Linked DNA regions of Siniperca chuatsi: region 2 is linked to region 1. The links are chromatin contacts, called in public Hi-C maps. All regions are on one chromosome and are shown on one strand. The core of a region is the stretch at or near the end of the contact, and the rest is flanking DNA. Distances in the headings are between cores, read along the strand shown.

Evidence for each region. Hi-C and Micro-C count contacts between places; a contact is called where the count stands out from the background.
Region 2: a contact with region 1 is called in a Hi-C map of an unstated tissue, with 5 times the contacts expected there. The contact joins the promoter of LOC122871787 here to the enhancer-like site in region 1. A contact is called at or near these places in 3 of 3 Hi-C or Micro-C datasets (liver, skeletal muscle and an unstated tissue).

Annotation. Positions count from the first base shown.
Region 1 is chrLG24:6,237,945-6,243,922 of ASM2008510v1, forward strand. All of the region lies in intron 3 of LOC122871787 (receptor tyrosine-protein kinase erbB-4-like), which reads right to left. Among protein-coding and RNA genes, the nearest start is that of LOC122871786, 100 kb to the left of the region's middle. Within about 2 kb of position 2,732, the one cell type or tissue checked has an H3K27ac peak away from gene starts, as active enhancers do. A contact at or near this core is called in liver, where this site is marked.
Region 2 is chrLG24:6,397,867-6,403,844 of ASM2008510v1, forward strand. It overlaps LOC122871787 (receptor tyrosine-protein kinase erbB-4-like), which reads right to left and starts at 2,663. Exons shown (of 27, transcript XM_044187168.1): 1 at 2,306-2,663. The coding sequence starts at 2,369. It overlaps LOC122872381 (receptor activity-modifying protein 1-like), which reads left to right and starts at 5,075. Exons shown (of 3, transcript XM_044188558.1): 1 at 5,075-5,375. The coding sequence starts at 5,321.

The DNA of each region.
Region 1 (5,978 bases), core at 1,482-3,981:
CTTACTGCTGGCTGAGACAAACCAGCCCCTCCTCTCTCTACCAGCAGTAACTTACCTGCAGTGAATCACAGCAGCAGCAGAGGGAGGAGGACAGAGGACAGGAGGAAGGACTGATACTGACTGATGTTTAGAAAGAATGAAGAACAAAGACATCACTCAGTATTTTGATGTCAGGAATATGATTTATTTACTGACATTTTAGATTTGTTTCCAGTGAGATATCATTGAGTTTATATAGTGACTTTGCTGTTCTAAACACTGTTGCTGCTCTAGAAACAACATTTAGTTATATTTAAAATATTCAATTCTAATCCTGTTCTGAATTTATTCTTTTTTTAAATAATATATTTTTAAAAAAGCAATTACTTAGTTATTGAAAAGAACCGATAAGAGCATCGATAACTATAGTAGTATCAATACAATTCTAATGATACCCATCCGTACTCACGAGAAAATGGCGGCGGGTAAAGACAAAGTTTATTTAGATAATTTATCACTCCCTCACAGAGTCCATCTCTGGGGAGAAGGCAAAGAGAGGAGCAAGAATGCTTGTTGCTTTGCATCTATAAATACACTGTGTCCTTCTGATTAATTTACTTAAAAGATTAAACATGAAAATTAACTTTAGTTTTTGTTGTCATTTGATAACTGCTAATAAATAAAACAATTTGTGAAAAAAAAAAACCTTAACGTTGAACCCTGACAATATGCTGTCTTGAATGAACTGCACTCCAGCAGAAAGAGAACAATGAGATGTCCTGAGACATAAAACAAACACACATACATAGTGTTACCAGTGGGAATTCTGAATAAGGAGAGGAAGTTTGTGTGTGCATGAATGGGATGGTTAATTGGTACTATGGGTGTGTGTTGGTGTATCAGGGTCCGAGTCTGTGTGGTTGTGTTTGTTAAATCTCACCAAAACTACCCATAATTAAAATTAAGTTGTGGATTTCTATCCTAAGCCAATTTACAGTAAACCCCACAATTTGAGGCAAACACATGACTGGCCTGGAAAACAAGCAGTCGGCCCCTTAGGAAACCCTCTGTATGTAATTGTGGAGCACTCCAACGTACAGTGCCTCCAAGCATGTTTACTCTAAAGAGGGGAAAAAAAACAAAAAAACACAACAGAGGCTGTTGAGAAAGTAGCTGCTTAAGTGAAAACGACTTCTCAAATCCCATGAATAACTGTTAAGTCTCCAGACTGCAAACAAGCCACTGCTGGATAAATGGCTGCAGATCGGCAAGATAATAGAGACAGGAAATGGCAACTAGTTTGCCTTGAGGCACGAAAAAGCAAGGTATCAGCAAAAGGGGTTTGGTGGTACGAGTGACCAAAATGAAATGAACTTTTCCAAGTGCAAAGTGGGTAGCGTGGTGTTTCTTTCCAGTTGGGGAAACGTCTTGCTCCTGCAGTTGCACATTTTATAAAGAGCTGCATTATTCACACACCTAAAAAGCTGTCAAAGGGGTGTGCTGTGTTTAATAAATGATACAGTCCTTACAAGCAAATCCACACTGGCTCGGGGCCTCTGACTTGAGGAGAACTTATCTGATCTTCACGGAAAGGCGGAGGTGGGTCTCTAGAGTCCCGTTTCCCCACTTCTCCATTATTAGCTCTGCCAGCCAAAGAGATATTGTGCTCAGTGACAAATGGGAGAGGAGCGTTAGGGTGCAGACAGTGCGGGGGAGGTCCCCTCCATCTCCCCTCCTTGCTACTCCCCCCTCCCACGATCCCGAGCGCTGCTGCCGTGTCCTCCCCGATAACCATAATTGTGTTTTAAAGCCCCTGATTAAATTTCGCAGTCTCGAATCATATTGTTTTGCGATGAATCCTTATGAAAAACGCTTCACATTAGGAGATTATGGAAGCTGTGTAGGTGCTGGAGGAGGCAGCTAAAAGGTGGAGGCGGAGATGACACTTTTTTTTCACTTCTAAAGCTTCAGTGGATGCTAAATGAATCCCTGCCATCACTCTTCTTTCCCTCCACTTCTTCTTTTCTTCTTGCTCCCCCCATCTGTCACGCTCCTTCTCTGTCTTATAAAAACACACACACACACACACACACACACACAGACATAAACACTCCCTTTCTCCTTTGCTAAGGCTCCTCACTCTCTTTCCTTCTCTTAGCAAAACACACCCACAGGCATACAGGTTACACAGCAATCATGATTAGGAAAACATTCATAGACATTTGGCTCAGACCTAATGAAAAAAGAAAGCCTTCAAAATAAAAAAAGTATTCTAGTGTCAATCTCTAAACTTTTTCTCATTACTTTACTATCATAATGTAAGTCTCCCGTCTGAGTGTCACAGTACCTCTAAGGGAGGCTGATTTAAAAAAAAAATATTTTTTTTTTTAGAGGTGACACAAAATGCAATCAGGGCGAATGAGAAGCCAGCAAATTCAATAATGGAGGCAAATGAAAATGGAACTGGAGACTCTGCACTTAAGGCGGGATGGGCTTACAGCCCTAATAAGCCCTCCTCTGTCACCACTTCCCTGCATCTAAATCAACCAGAGGCCCTCCAATCAGCGCAGGCAAACAAAAGAGCCAGCCAAAGAGATGAGAGCGCTGCCGAATACTAATCAAGGTAACAAATAGCAGTGGTCGTCAATGATCAACACTGATGTGTGTGCATGTGTTGGTGGGGGGAATAGTGGAGAATCTAATAACACCCAACTATTTTCAGTGTGTTAAGAATTAACATCTAAATTTAGTTCACAAGCACTTAAATTTCAAGTTGTGTTAAGTGTTAAAATCACAAGCTCAAAAAAGCCACAAATCTGCGAAAAAGTTATTTTTACCAGTCATGTGTTTTTGAAGTTTTATACTGAGATTTTAATAGGTCTCAGTGACCCAGAGGTCAAGCAACTCACTCAACAAATAATTTGCCAGGTACAGTCTCAAAGTACAAACAGTCCCAGAATTGCTGTCCCATGTTGTTTTTCTACAACAGCAGTGATAGGTTGTTTTACAGTGGCGTTACTCCGACAGTGAGTCCGCTCTCTGCTCTGTTATTGTGCTGGAAATTGTGTTTTGGTACAATTGCCCAAGCTCAGAACATCAAACATAAACTTTAGAGGGCACTATGAATGGACCATAGGGGAGCCATCAAGACAGTAAAACTGCTGAGCAGCTTCGCTCATAACTTGAAATGTGGGCTATTATTAAATGTCCACTCTCGAATCAGGAAACCAAAAAGAAAGATTCTTTTAGAGCCTTAATATGTGTGTGCTTGAACACCTCCAGTACACAAGCATGTACACACAAACTGCTCATCTGATATGCATTTTGTAATTCAAAATCAGGCTCATTAAATATTTCCACGGAGCAAAATGCTTAAGAAGTGTCGAAAACAGAGCTAAACCTCTGCATTAAAATTGACACCTACAATGGGCTAAATGGGCAATTTGTCATGTTCTGGCACAGAGCTGCAGCACTCACCCTTCCACTTGGGTAATTTGGGACACATGACACAAGCACACACACACCAGCAAATCAACTATGACCAGTAAATTGCCTCCATCTGGTTTTACAGTATATTTAGTGTGATGTTCTGTGAGCCAGTCCAGCACAACTCCACTCCTCCCTTTTCCTGACTTTACTTTCAGCTTATGTGACTTCTTCAACAGAGGCTGTGGACAGACGTATTCAACAGTGACAATGATTGGCCATGCTCACACTAATGGATTTGCAGTTTGGAGTGGAAGTTACACAACAGATCTCATGAGGGGCTTGGACTGAGGCGGGGCACTTAAAAAAAATAATGGACCCAAAAATGTCATTAAAACTTGCCAAAGTCAAGCAGCTTACAGACGCCTGGGAGAGAATGCAGACAAAAATTGCATGCACACAAACTCAGTGCAAAGCATACACCATTCATTTTCAACACAAACAAATATACTGTATGTTGCAATGTCAGGAGGGGGAGCATGTGCATCATGGCGAGACAGTCGCTTTGAATATAATTACATCATCAGAATGTCAACCAAACACAGCCTTGTTTTTAGCATGATGACATTGCAGTTTTGGGGTTATCAAATGGGTTTCACGTGGTCGACCAACTTTCCCAAACTGTCAATCAAGGAGAAAATATTAAAATGTTAAGTTTTGACACAGCAGCATTGTCCAGAGACATCCCCTTAAAACACATCAGAGGCTGGTTGGTTTTGTCCTTAATTACACAAATGGAGGTTTTGCTCTCTTTAAAACCAAAATGGTGCTTACAGCTCATGGTTCAGATAATTTTAAAAAAGGGGAACACAAGAGTTCGGTCAAAAGTAATTCTAATCTCCCAAAAAATGAATTTGGCTCTAATGAGCAAGTTTGATGAAGTCACGGCTATTTGGTTTGATTAGGTGGGATTTCCAAGGACTGACTCATAGAATTGGGGAGTTTGAGCTAGATTAGGCAGGACTCCTATTGTTGTTTCTACAATGTTGGATAAAATTTTAAAAGGGTGTCTGACTTCAATTAGTTACTGGCAATATTTTACATGTTTTTAGTGACTTTTCTTCATATTTCTTCAGTTTTTATTACACCATAGTGCCATTAAATGCTTAAAAAGTAATTGTAATTTTTTTTCTGCTTAAGGCCATTTTGGCTGAAACTTTTTGTTCTAAAATCAGCTTTTCGGGCAGATCTTCTTCTTCCTTTGCTATAACGTCCCCATCCTAACCTCCTGGTCCTCACCCCAAACCTTATATTTGGTTTGGAGCATGACATGATGAAATCATAGGTTTTCAGGGCGACAGGGAGAGTCCTCTGCAGGGAGTGTTTGAATGTACTGCCCCACTTTGCTGCAACAGACATCCATATACCCATTGCAATAGGGTGGTGTATTTCAGCAGTCAATGCCGTGCTCTCTTTTGCTTTGGTAAGCTGCTGCCACACTGCTCACCTGAAACCTGAAAACGACAGTTGCTATAACTAATCTCATATAGCATTTCATAAAGCCTACCTCCACCAACCATCCACCTGTAGGTTCTGAGTCTAAGTTCCCCTGCAGGGAGTTATCTTTATTACCATCAATCCCCAATCTCTGCTGTGCTGAGCTTGGTGTATGCTTGCTGGGAGTGACAAGTCGCTCTGTATTGGTTGACGGAACTTATCCTGGCACATCAATGTAAGTTGTTGACATTATTAGAAATGCTGACGTATGCTTCAGGTTAACTCCCTAAAGACATGATTGGACATTTAACACAGGATTTGGAAGTTGGGCTTTGGGGGAGGTTTTTCACCTCCTATGTTATACAACAATATGAAGTATGGGCCACTATCACACACTGGGGTTTCAGATGTGTAGCTCTGTTAGCCAGGGTCAGCTGATACTGACCCTGTCAGCCAGTGGAGGGAACCCTAACATAAAAGACTGGTGCACAGGGCAGCAGACATGTCCCTGGGGGACTATTACCTTTCCATTAGAGATCATTTTGCCCTCTTTCCAGACGTGCCACAGCCACTAATGGCGACAAACCCGAACCCCCCCGGGTCTTCTTGTCGAAGGATTTAAACAAACAACACCAACGGCAACACAGTGCTGACAGCACAACACTGATAAAACTGAGCACGGGCCTGGCATTATAATGAATTTTGGGTGCAAGGGTGTATAAAACATGGAAAATTGGAAATAAAGAGACGAGAAAATAAACCGTGGAGTCAGACATGGCATCCCATTGTGTGTCTGCATGTCAATGAATGTCAGCTTTTTTTAATGAGATGTGCTTTGCTGTGTTATCTTTCAGAAGAGGCACTGAGCAACAACAGGCGGCAGGTTATCGTGGTTCTTTTGGCTAGGCTGTATTTTCTCCAGGTGACAACACACCTCAGAGGCCTCAGGGATGTGCAACAAAGATGATTTCCAACCTGGCTTGGCATGAAAGTTCATATCTAAGAAACGTCTGTGCAGATCTATGGGTTACATTACATTACATAACACTGGTGTATTTTTTGTTTTTAAAAAGGGA
Region 2 (5,978 bases), core at 1,413-3,912, 160 kb after region 1:
GGAGGAGAAAGTTGATCAGCCTCCTAGTGATCTTAGTTTAAACTGTGTCTATTAACACTTGAACGCATCAATGGGGTCAATCCTGGACTGATTGACTGATGAATCTGTTCTTTTTGTGTTTATTTTAAGATTAATGCCTCTACACAGATACACTAAGATCCTCTCGCACTGCCAACAGTCTGTCAGAATAGAGCAAAACATCAATCAAGTCACTTGAGGCGTAAACACCTCCATTTTTGGCACACATGTGGCCGTACTGTACATCACGCAAACACACACACACACTTAAGTGTATACAGCTCGGCAGACCAGCTGACTGGCAGGAATGCTGCAGACATTTGTCTCGCAGCAGGAGCGTACTGACAGATTCAATCACCATGTTAAACACCACTGAAGTGAACATCTCTAGCCTTGACTTACTTCACCCTGATATGATTGATATATGGTGTTGGGCATGAATTTTTCAAACTACAATAAGGAGAGGGAGATTAAGTGAAAGAGAGACTGAAGAGTGGACCGATAGCACACAAATATCTACTCAGAATACAACCACTAACACCCACACTGAACTTCCCAAGAGGCACAGCTCAGATTCTTGGGCAGAATTTGCATCACAAATATCTTGGATGGGAGTGTATACATAGAGAATAAATAAACCAGTGAGGGTGCCACTTTTCTTCCCCATTCATCCCGCCTGTCACCCACCCATCCGTCCGTGCATCCATCCACTCCTGTTTAATAGGCAGCATTCAGCACCTTCCATCCAAGATCCACACCACCAGCCAGCGGGGGAATGTGTGTGTTTGTTTCTCCAGCTCTGCCTGAGAACCACAAACCACCAGAGATCGAGCCAAAACTCGACCTGTCTTTGGAGGATGGAAGAAAAGCGTCCTGGAATCCCATTTGTGCCTCCGAGAGGTTGGACGATGGCCAAATTCACCTCAATCCATCACATCAATCCACAGACTCTCCTGTGTTCCCACTTCCTCAGTGTGCTTCTGCTTGGTTTTCTTTTTTTCTACATTCCTTGCCAAAGCTTAATTGTATCAATGAATGAGGCAAATTCTGTTATCACGTACTCCTTTATCAGCCCAAAATGAAAGAGAAAATATTAATGTGCAAATAACTGAGTGCATCTCATAGTCTGATGATATTCCAAAGCAGACATTACACCAAACTCCAAACCAAACAAGAATACTAGAGCACATTTAAGTCCTTATTGATCAGTAGGTCTGTGAACAAAAGCGGATTGAAAAAGTTCAACAGCACAATTTCTCAACATCAAAGCCTGTATCAATTATTTGCCAGGCAGTGAGATTTTGTTGCAAACCCTGCATCATGAACAAAATGTCACACAGCAAGTGGTGAAACCTCAAATGTTGCACGAGCATAAACTATCTGCAAATATCCCACAGGGATGCAAAAGGAAAATTACAGGCTAACACAAATAAAATTAACCTTAACTTCACTATAAATCGTCTACTGGACGTACTATAAGTCTTTATGGGAATATTGCAGGAACATTAAAGTGATTTTCGCCCGGGGATTGACACCACAGGGGTCCTAATGATGAAAGCGATATGTTTTCCCACTTTCTATACATGGCCCTCACTATATCTGCTACATCTAAATTATTCAAAGACAATAAGGGATGAAAACTGATCTCACTTCATATAAATCAGCGCAAATAGCCGAGGTCTTCGGTCTATCAATGTCCGCTTAAGGGAATTAAATTAAAACCATGGCGCATTCATTCATATTTAGGGTACAATATCAAACGGCAGAGTACGGGGCTCATCTGAGCTGAGCTGACATCAGAGATTCGCTGCCTTTCAGTGATTTTTTAAAGATAGTAGATAGTCTTTACCAAAAGATTTATCGAATCAGGCACACAAGCAAAGTAGATTTCGCACATGTTCGTCCACGATAAGCTTACAAATATAAATAAGGGATCAAAAAAGCAAATATTAGGAGAGGAGTTTGAGATTTTTACGCAGAGCTCGCCACGCTCCCCGAGGCTGCTAAATCTCACAGTTTGCTGCAGGTGTGAGTCTCGGTGCGATGATTCAAATCAGCATCAGCTTGGTTGGATATTAAGTTGAGTTAAGTTTGTACCGGTGATGTAGAGCTAACAACACGGGTGTTAATCTATGATGTCCATTCATTAGCATTCAGCAAACAAGTACTTTGAATGTCTCATTAAGTTCTGCCCATATTTAGCCTACAGGTTTTAGCCAAAATAGAAAGGTGGCTTTTTGAGTGTTCGGGAGAACCCAGGCGCAGAGACGCGCATCCAAGCACTCACCTGACTGTGCTGCACTCGATCGGATGACCACCAAAGTGACGAGGACACAAGCTGGGAACTTCATCTTTGAAAAGGCTGCTTGTCTTGTTAACTCCCGTAACTCACATGTCCAATTAAGATATCCTCGTTTTTCACACACACAAAAATTAACAACCAAAAAAAAAAAACCGTCGGAGTCTTCTTGGCTTCTTCGACAACTGGCACAGTTTCCGTGCGCACCCACAACCAGCGCCGTGGAGAGCTTTTACGCACCGCGTTATTTTGTTGTGTTTGTTTATCAGTTCCCAGACCAGTGTTTAGGTCGGTTTCCACCGCGGATACTCTGAGCCATTTACTCCTCACACTGCCATAGCGCCGGTGGCTGGGGGGGGGAGAGGGGGGTGGAGTGTGTGTGTAAGTGTTTGTGTGAGGGGAGGGGGTCTGAACACGCCTCCTTAGTATGATTGACACCTCATTCAGCCTATTAAATTGGCTATCTAAAAGATTAGGAGCGTTTTGTCTTTCTTTTTTTTTTTGGAAATCCGCCCACGTCACTTATCACCTCTCCTGATTGGCTATTTGGCTTCATTGCTGCTGTCAATACACCTGTCAGGAGCAGATTTTGTTTTGGTGTCCCGCTGGGTGGTGTGGAGTCCAAATTGCTACCTGTGGGCTTTCTGTGTTGCTAAAAAAGACACAGAAATAGGCTTTTTTATTATCAGGTAATGTTCATAATTCAGACTCATATGTCATTAGTTGTTATAAAGCCTATTGGTTACCAGGCAGACTAATGTTTAGGAAAAAAAAGGGAGATATCGTAAATTATAGTGATTTTCTAGGGGACAGTGTTTATTACTGCCAATTTTACATCTATTAAAAATAGCATTTGCTTCATTTATTTTTGTATATTCAGTGTAGACCGAAAAGTTTCCTGCGGTGACAGCAGGGTCAGCCTCTGCAAATATCCACCACTAGAAGGCACAGCCTATAAACTTTGACGATGCTAGTATAACAGGGCTGCAGTGAAGGGAATGGCTCCAGCAGTATAACATTTTCAAGGCCGCTCATTTTACAAGCCGGTGTACCCTATTCAGCTCCATGGCTTCGTTTGTGGACCGATGTAAAAGTATGAAACCGGCTGGCAAATCAGCAAGGACAAAAATATATTGATTTGTGATCCGTGTGAAGTGTGTGAGTCGGGCATAAACTGGCTCTATTACCAAAATTACTCCACAATTTAGGCAGCAAGAGTGCAAAAGGACCGAATCCTTCATATATCCCAACAGTGCCAAAGAGAAGGTTCATTTAGTGTCCTCTGCTGCCCTCTAGGGGAATTTGTGGAGAATTACTTGATTTTTAGCCTTTTTCTCTGGAGATGGCACGAATCAAAGCTGCTGAGGGACATACAATAACATTTGGGCTTGTATTTTTCACAAATATTATGCTCATAATAATGGGAATTCAACCAGAAGGCCACACGGTCACCTTAAAGCCTAGCTATCATCATTTTTGACTGTACGAAAATGATTTGGGTAGTGTCAGAGAAGGGAAAGGGTTATGAATTTCTTGTTTTTGCTGAAAGGAGGATAATCAGCATTTTGTGGGAGACCAGTGGAGGGCCATCCTAGATAGTTTTCTCATCCTAGATATTTTGTTTTATTCTTAACCTGTGAGAATTCTTTTAAGTCACTTAAAACATGGCTTTTGTGTGCCCCACAGGTCATAAAGGGCAAAAATAGAATTTTGGCAATTGGTGGAAAATGATTGTACCATTACCATATTAAGCTTCAATTCAATTTCAAGGGAAATATAGTGACTGTCAGTCTACACACTACAGTATAAGAGATACATGAAAACATTAATTTGAGCTGTGGGATTAGTCTCTCTCTCTCTCACACACACACACACACCAGCACAGACAGCCTCACTGGGAGGCAGCACAACGCAGAGCAGCCTTGAGAATACTAATGAATGTCAGTTTGTTCCTGCACAGAAATCTGCAGATAAAACATTCAATAATGACATTACTGAACTGCATGAGATTTGCACTGATATGAGTGTGACATGAAAATGGGAATTCTGTCTTTGTGCTCTGTAATGGGTCCCTGTGTGAGTCCAAAGTGAGGTTTGATTGGAGGGTTACAGAACAACGGCTCACAGTGGCGAGGGTATTCTAAGTAATCCATTACAAATAATAAATAAGTAATGGGGACTTATAATGAGTATAATGAATGCTATGTCATCTAGGTCTCTGCAGTGATGAAGCAAATTAGAGCAAATGGCATTGAAATTATAGATTGTGATAATTGTGTCTTTAAAGGCCTATTCTGTAGAAAATAGGGAGTTTATGTACATTGAGGTGTCTGTTCTAGATGCAGAGGCATTCATACAGAAAAATCAACAAAATAAAGTAGGAGTCCTTCAGGGACTCAGTGTTTGAGTTTATAGCGATTTTATTGTAGTTTCTTGCAGACTTTTAATCTCTTAGATTTTTCTTTCCCTGGGCTACAATATTCCTACAATTTTTCACAAGGGACATGTGGTGTGAAATTCTGTGGATTTTTTTTGTATTTATTTTCTCTCATGTAGCACCGTACTCTCATATGCTTTGATTTGTAACATGACTGTGAATTAGGGCTATATTTCATGAGATGACCTTTTTTCTTGTTATGATTCCCTGGGTTCATTTAGACTGGCACTAATTTTGGTGTCTGACTTTGGTTTTCCCCCTGTGAGAAGCTCCACGCTGTAAGCAGCAGGACAAGGGGATCAGATGACAGGCAGAGCTTCTATGATTAGGGCTGCGGTGAGGGAAGAAGACTGCCACTGTGGAAGGTCAAGGGGCTTTTTTACACGCAGTTGGCGCCTTCTTATTGACCGCACACCATGAGCTGCAGTTAATTTATTTGCAACGTTGTGTTGCAGTTCCTGAATCAGTGGCTTTGGCTAGAATACTGGAGGAAGAATGAGACATGTGCAGTTGATCTCCAGGGAGTGAGCAGAGTGAGCACAAACGTTGTGGAGTTAGTATTCAGCATGGCTCTGGAGAGCACGTCGCTCCTGAAAGCAGGGCTTGTGTTGTTGATGGCAGGTGAGTGTTTGTGGTATAGTGAACCATGAAGTTCTTCTAAGTGGCTTAAATTGAACTTGTTTTATATGTTGGGATATTGTATAATTTTTGGATATTTGGAAGTTTTATAAACTGGTGTGTGTGTGTGTGTGCATAAAGTATACTGTAGCTCAAAACATACTGTACAGTAGCATGCATTTCAGAGATAACTGAGTTAATAGCAATTCCATTTCTGATTTAGTTTTTTGTTGTTGTTTTGTGTTGTTGGTTTATTGTTCATTTGTATTATTCTATTCATTCATTCATTTAGATATTACAAAGTTCAAACTGTGCAATGCACAAACAAAAAACATGTACAATTTTGACTAAACATTATACCTTTAAATTTTGTATATTTTCAGAGGCAAGGCCAGGGGTGTAGAAAGTATTCAGGTTGTTTACTGAAGTAAAAGTACTGCATCAACTTTTACTTGAGTAAAATACTTGGGTATTATAAGCAAAATGTACTTAAAGTATCCAAAGTAAAAGTACTCAATGTAGAAAACTGGTCCCTTTGACTTACAATTATTTATTATATTATTGGATTATTATCACTAATGCATTTGGTATATCAAATATCCTGAT